Regions from separate parts of the Sus scrofa genome. Here region 1 is linked to region 2. The links are chromatin contacts, called in public Hi-C maps. All regions are on one chromosome and are shown on one strand. The core of a region is the stretch at or near the end of the contact, and the rest is flanking DNA. Distances in the headings are between cores, read along the strand shown.

What was found. A called contact is a pair of places that touch in the nucleus more often than the background predicts.
Region 1: a contact with region 2 is called in a Hi-C map of embryonic fibroblasts, with 2.0 times the contacts expected there. The contact joins two enhancer-like sites. A contact is called at or near these places in 5 of 47 Hi-C or Micro-C datasets (embryonic fibroblasts, heart right ventricle and liver) and 1 of 2 datasets of contacts at active chromatin or transcription factors (skeletal muscle).

Annotation. Positions count from the first base shown.
Region 1 is chr1:4,640,412-4,643,712 of Sscrofa11.1, forward strand. No RefSeq gene overlaps it. Among named protein-coding and RNA genes, the nearest start is that of QKI, 240 kb to the right of the region's middle. Within about 2 kb of position 1,615, at least 7 of the 83 cell types and tissues checked have an H3K27ac peak or open chromatin away from gene starts, as enhancers often do. A contact at or near this core is called in embryonic fibroblasts, where this site is marked.
Region 2 is chr1:4,243,356-4,247,108 of Sscrofa11.1, forward strand. No RefSeq gene overlaps it. Among named protein-coding and RNA genes, the nearest start is that of QKI, 640 kb to the right of the region's middle. Within about 2 kb of position 1,301, at least 24 of the 83 cell types and tissues checked have an H3K27ac peak or open chromatin away from gene starts, as enhancers often do. A contact at or near this core is called in embryonic fibroblasts, where this site is marked.

The DNA.
Region 1 (3,301 bases), core at 365-2,864, 400 kb after region 2:
CCTCAGCAGCCATCCAGACCAGCTTCTCACCCCAGAAGAATGGACCAGGAGGGGTAGGTGGCCACATAGTCCTGGATCCTACCACCCCAACCCCAACAAGGCTCCCAGTCTTTGTTGTTGCAGTTTTCCCGCCAGCAACACCTCTCTTGTTTTCTCCACCCAAATCTTACCATCGCCCATGGCTCCACTCACACCTACCCCTCCTCCTTGTTGAACCCGAGCAGGTGGGACTGCTCATTCCCCTGAATTTCTACAAGCGCTACTGTCTATGAAAAGGGAATGACCAGCTTACCCTATAAACCGGGGTGCCGACTGTACTCTAGACGCTTCTCCAAGTGCTCTGGGCGAAGAAGGAATGTAATGCTCCTTGTCGGTACCATTCATCACCTCCATCCACAGTAAAGGAAACTGAGCCACAGAGAGGACAGTTAACCTGCCTGGGTTGCTGCTAATTAGTCACCAAGTGGGGACAAACCCCATCACGTGGGCCCTAGAGCTTGCCTTCTGCACCCCAACCCAGAACATCGGCTGAGGCCTTGCTCTCGCCTATCATTTTCACCAGACACACAGTCTGGCAAAGCCTTGCCTCAGTTTTTGGTTTTGTGGTTTAATGTGCCCATGTCATCGCTCCAACCAGACTCCAGTTCCGTGGGGCCAGGATGCAGGCTTTAGAATGAAACCACGTTTTCCCGCCTTGGGGCGTTTGAAGGACCTTAGTTAAGCCGTCTCTCTGTTTTGTTTTAAATCCACAGCATAACCAATGTTTCTGTTTAAGGGTTCCTGAAATATGTCACTCCTAAGGCTGGGAGTCAACAGTGAAATGGCTCAGGGATCCAGCTCAGGGCCATGGAACCTGCATGTCTGCTGTGAGCTGGTGGTGCCTCCTGCCACGGACGTGGATTTGGACCCTGATTTGAACCCTTGGCACATATACACATGCCTTCCTGACAAACGGCTTTCCACCAGAGCAGAGGATTGAGCTTCTGGAGTTGCAAGACCTTCCTGTCTTGAAAGAAAAGTCAATCTGCCCAAGAATAAAGACCGGGTCAGATCCAGTCTAAAGCCTGTTGGCCAGGGTCGAAGCTGATGGTGCACAAATGAAAGTGCTGTGTCTCCACAGCTCCAGAGGCTGAGGCTCGGAGGACCTGATCTGTGCCGAGGAAACCTGATCCTTGAGCAGAACTGAGCAGTGCCAGAACCCACGGTGGCCCACAGAGCGATGGCTGGAACTCTCAGCCCTTTGGGGCGGGGGGCGGGGTGGGGAGCAGGGAGGGAGCCTGTCTCGCCATTGATGCTACAGACCCCTGCCCTGCAGCCGCCTCCATTTACCACATTTACTTGATGCTGTCAGGACAGCAGCAAGAAACACTGGTCCTGAAGCCAAGATCATCCCACCTCAGGCCTGGCTCCCACCTTGCCCTCTGCTTGACATTGGCTTCACGATTGAATTTACCTTTTCCTCTTCACCTTCCTCTCTCTTGTTTTCCTGGATCCCTATTGGATTGAGCAGCTGAATTTTCATTACTCAAGTCAGAGGTCTGAGGAAAGTATACGAGCTTTGAATTCCTGCCAGCAGGGCCATATCTGTTCTAGTTTGTTCGCCATAAAATCATGAATCAGCCTGACTCATGCTGTCGTGCTCCAGTTACAACGGGCATTAGCGATGGGAGGAGATTTGGAGATATGGAGAGGAGCTTATTTTTCTGCTAAGCTTCACTCACCCTCAAGGACAAAAACAGATCTGCGCCCAGCTTCTTCTTGGCCTGAGCCCATGAGAAACAAACTGACACAGGGCGAAAAAAGAGGCTTCAGAGGCTTCAGAGCCAGCTGCCTCTTGGGGGAGTTTCGAGCACCCTCACTGGAGCCCAGAGAGGACGCGTCAGTGGTACCAGGGAGCATTTAAACCCTCCTGTGTCTCCAGCAACTCTTCCCAAACCCCTCCAGGCAGCACAGCACCTAAGTACAAACACTGTATGACTATGAGACAGTTTCAAAATAAGTTTCCTCGATTCTTCCTGCTCTCAGTACCACCCCCCCCACCGACACCCCCCCACCACCACCCTGGAATAGAACTTCTGGAGCTGCAACAGGACGATGCCTTTTTCACTTCAGGCTCCCACTAACCCGTGTTCCCAGCACCTCCCGGTAGCCAGAGCATGATCCACTGAGACATGTTGTCACTCGCTGCCCCTTTCAGCAAAGCTTTACAAAACAGAGACAAGGAACCAGGGATGGGCAAGAACTCAGCTGCAGCCCGCAATCTGGATTCAGTAAGGGTCAGGTCCCTTGCAGCTTTGAAGAGTTGAAAATGCCAAAGGCTTCTGCGACCCGAGATGAAGCTGCGGTAGCAGGTGGCCCTATAGAGAGAGAGCCTCGACGGAACAGAAGACTGCGACCCCAATCCTGATTCAATTACCTCTCCTTAAGGGCTCCCAGGCAGAGCAGGGGAGCCAGCCCAGCAGGCAGAGTCACAGAAAGGGTGCTGCCTTCCAACCAAGCCCTTTTCTTTTCAGACGTTCTCAAGGAGGAAGGAGGAGGGAGGGGGTAAGCAAAGATATCAAGCTGACAACTGTCCAAACGCAATCCCTGGCTATTGGCTCGTGCATGCTGGACAGAGGAAGTGGACTGGAAGATTTGTAAGTCTCTGAGTGAATCCCATTGCCACAGAAACCCAACTGTGACCATTCAGCCAGTTCAAAATCCTCTTTTAAATTTTTTATTAAAGTGTAGTTGATTTACAATGGTCCTTCAGTTTCTGCTGTACAGCAAAGTGACCCAGCCATATATATATATATATATATATATATATATATATATATATATACACATATATATACACATATATATACACATATATATACACATTCTGTTTTTCATTCTCTCTTCCAGCATGTTCTAACCCAAGAGACTGTACACGGTTCCCTGTGCTGTACAGGAGGATTCTCCAAACCTGTGGGAAGTGGACCACAAAGCCACTGGTCTTTCAAAAGGACACTGTCTGCAGTATCCACTTTACATGTGGCCTTGGAGGATAAAGGGCAAAATTGAACCACCCAGAGAGCCCAGTGGGCGAAGGAGCCGGTTCCTTCCAGAGAGCAGAACCAGCTGTGGCCAAGGGCCAGCCCACACTTTGTCTCCAGCAGAATTGAGCATCGCAATGGATCAGTAATTCTTGTGGGTTTCCTCAGTCTTCCTTTGTCCAGTGGGAGTTGTCCCTAAGGTTATTCTGCCTATACATCCTGCTTATAGAGGGCTTTGAGCAGAAGGGCTGGATGCCATAAGTGGGTTGGAGTTGCAGGTT
Region 2 (3,753 bases), core at 51-2,550:
GAACACACCATAGCTCTGGTTGCGGGTGGAAGCCACAGCCAAGAGGGTGCCAACAAGCAGCAGAGGTCTTGCTGGGCAGAGGGTGCGGCAGAGCAGCCTCGCAGGGGTGAGGCACGTCCTGAACCTGTGAGAGGGTCACAAGTTGTTCTCTGCTTTGGACCACAGTGCGTGAAGACGGGGGAGGCAGGAACTGGAGTTGTTTCGACGTCCTCAACGGATCACATCAGGGTGGTGGTAAGGGGGACACTTTCATGGAGTTGAACTCTCCTGATGTAGAACTACTTTAGGGTATTTTCAGATTTTTAACACACTTGGCTGTGTCACAGTGTAATTCCCATACATGTGAGTATGCAATCTCAGTGTAATAAATAGAGCAAGGATGCAATGTCCAGGCACATCCTCAGATATAATCTATACCTGAAGAAACGCCATGACTGTGGTCCCACGTACATAAATTTATTTGGCAGTCTGTACAAAGATTGCTGGCTGTATTTGTTTTCATCTGCACCATCTTTGTCCTGGGTAACTGAAATAACTTCTTAACTGGTCTTTCTTCCGACCCGAAAAACAGAGGGAACGTTTTGGAGCAAATTATGGTCAAACAGCCAGTAAGCGATCAGGACATGTCTTTTCTGGAAGTCCTGGGACAGAGACTAAAATCCACACATATGTGACCTTGAATCTTAGAATATTCAACAGCCAGCTGTTGGGGCCACCTCTCCACTAATGACCTTCCAAGATTCAGGGTCACATAAATGTAGGTTTTAGACCTACATCTTCCTCCTGCCCTTTGGCCTCACTTTGTACAACTTTCCCCTGCCTGCCTCTTCTTCTTTGAAATGCCAGTCTGCTGATGCCATCAGGACCATTGCCAGAATGTTCTATCTCAGCTTTCACCATAATCCAATCCAAACGTCACCTCCTCAGTGAAGCCTTCCCTGATTACGCCACCCAAAGCAGTTCCCTGCCCAGGGCCAGCGTCCTGTGTGTGGGACCAGCGCGGGTACGGGAGCCCCAGGCTCGGAAGGGGCCTGTGCTCAGCTTAGGGTTCGATGCGGCCGTCTTGAAATCCATGAGAGCTTTTGAACAAGGGCCTACATTGTTCTTTTTTGACAGCAGGTCCTGAAAACTCTGTTGCCAGTTCCTCCTGTGCTCCAGGTTGCATCATCCCATTCAGTTTTCTCTGTTGGCACTTCCATTATTCAAAGTGATCCCTTTGTTAATCTGTTTACTGACCTTTCCCTTCTCCAAGACGTGAGCTCCAGCAGAGCAGTAACTTTGCCAGCCTGGCTCAGTCCCGTGCCTCCAGCCCCTGGCACAGGGCCAGACAGAGGTTGAGTCTCAGTAAGCACAGAGTGAATTAATGACTCAGGCAGAGCACTAAAAATACAGCCGGGAGTCCGAAAAACATGGAAAGAAGTCAATGCTAGCTGGGCTTTGTGCCACGGCTTCAGACTCATTTCCCCACTGATGTGCGATCCTGACTAATGACTTGTGCGCATGACCCCTGAGAGTCAACCCCTCACCACAGGTGAAGATCCAGAATAAGACGTAAACACCGAGGGCTAGCCTGCCCCACCAGGGGTCTCATCCAAGCACTGCTTCCAGCCACCCCCGCTCCCGGCGTCGTGGAATCCCAGTGGTGTCCAGAGGGGTCCTTCCTCCTGCCTTTGTGGGCCTCCAGGAAGTGACCTCAGCCCTGCTCCAGCCCTGGACCAGGCTGGCCTGGCCGCGGCAGCCTTCCTAGGTGGAATGTTGGGACAAAGGGAAGTTCTACCGGGCCTCCTGAGAACGTCCCTCCTAGATGTTCAGAAGGGCTCCTGCAAGGTACTCTCCGCCTCTGCACACTGTCTGCCCTAAAACGGGCCTCAGAACCATTAAATCCTAGCTCCCCACCAGCCCAGGGGTAAAAGCATCAGTGGAAGAGAGGCCAGTGGAGGAAAGGCAGGGCCAGGAGCTGCCTGCTGTTGGAGACACTGAGCAAACTTGAAACCTGCCAAGTGCAGAGGACTAGTTTCCCGCTTAAGCTGGTTTGTTCCAGTTCTCTGTTATTTGGAGGCTGCAGCGTCTGAACTGCTTTGTAATTATCGCTTTTCTACAGAAAGAGAACATCAGTGAAATAGGTCTTCATTTGCATTTGCCATATACCCTCTCCTATGTTCAAGAATATGCAGTATTTGGAGTTCCCGCTGTGGTTCAGCGGTACATGCCCGACGAGTATCCATGAGGATGCAGGTTCCATCTCTGGCCTCACTCAGTGGGTTAAGGACCCGGCATTGTGGTGTGCTGTGGAGTAGCTTACAGACGCAGCTTGGATCTGGTGTTGCTGTGGCTGTGGTATAGGCCAGCAGCTACAGCTCCTATCCTACCCCTCACCTGGGAACTTCCATATGCCATGGGTGTGGCCAAAAAAAAGTATTCAGTAATGAAATTTACTTTTCCAAAAATTTCACTATATTCATGTTTGAAAACAGAGACTTTAGCCTTTTATTGTACGTCTGCACATAATGACCATCAAGACGGATCTTACATCAGAGGGTCTCTGTCAAGAAGCCAGGACTGACTGGTTGTGCTTAGACAATGAACTCTTGTGTCTGGGATCACAGCCCAGCCCCACCCCCTCCTCACCTGGGACGAAGTCAAAGGTCATGAGTTCTCTGCACCTCCCTGGCTCCTGGGCTATGATAGGAACAATTGCACTAACCCTGACCTTGGAAGCTGATTATGAGGATTCAGTAAACTGGGGCCATGCTGGTGTGAGGTTCACTGGTTCAGAGACACTCCTTGTCGCCGATGCATCCACCAAGAAAGAAGAAGGTACATAGTCAGTCTCTACCCACGAGATCGTAATCACCTTTGGGAGATGATCATTGTTTGCAGAAAGACACAAGGCGCAGATTAGCATGAACTGCAAGCGCAGTGGATGTGAGAAGAGGAAGCACCTGCCAGGGCAGAGGCAGCAAGAGCTTCTGGTGAAGATGGGCAGAGGTGGGCGGGGAGAGGACGACCTGGACCTGCGAGGGGACCCTGATGCCGCCCACGGAAGCCAAACAGGAGGCACAGAGGAGGGAAAACTCAGGGCCTCCATGGTCGTTGGCGGGAGTGGTGTGGAGGGCCTTACACCAAAGGGTTTAGCAAAGCGGAGTAAGAAGGCACCTAAGAGAGGCAGGAATGGGAACTTCACAAAAGAGTCAGCCTTGGAACGGTCTCCAGAAGGCAACAAGGAAACAAAGCAAAAAGCTTTAAAGAACATTTCGTTTAATTTTGAGACAGATAAAAAGAAAAAAATAATAAGGATGAGAGGATAGAATCCCGAAGGCAAAAAGACCATTAAAGAGATATTTCAAATGTTCTGGTTTGAGAGAGTGAACGTGGACTGATAGGGGCTTCGGTACAAGGATGATAAAGATGGTGATAAAACATTTCCACCTTCTCTCCCTCTCCCATGCTCATCTTCAAACTAACGGCTAATACTTTTCACTCTAGGGGTTAGACGAAAACACAAAATTTGAGAAAACGTCAATGTTAGGAAAAAAATAGGAAAAGAAAAAAAGTCGGCTTAGAGCTCTTCCAACCACAAGAGGGCGCTCCCGGACCCAGGAGCAGAGCTGGGGGGGACTGAGCCCGGATCATTAACGGAACTAGCGGGAGGGCTGCCCAGAAGTCCGGTCTGAAAGGGGTTACCTGGGCAGTTACAACGTGGAGACAGCCTCTGGCCTTTACCTGTGCCCTGTGACATCCACATGATCAATC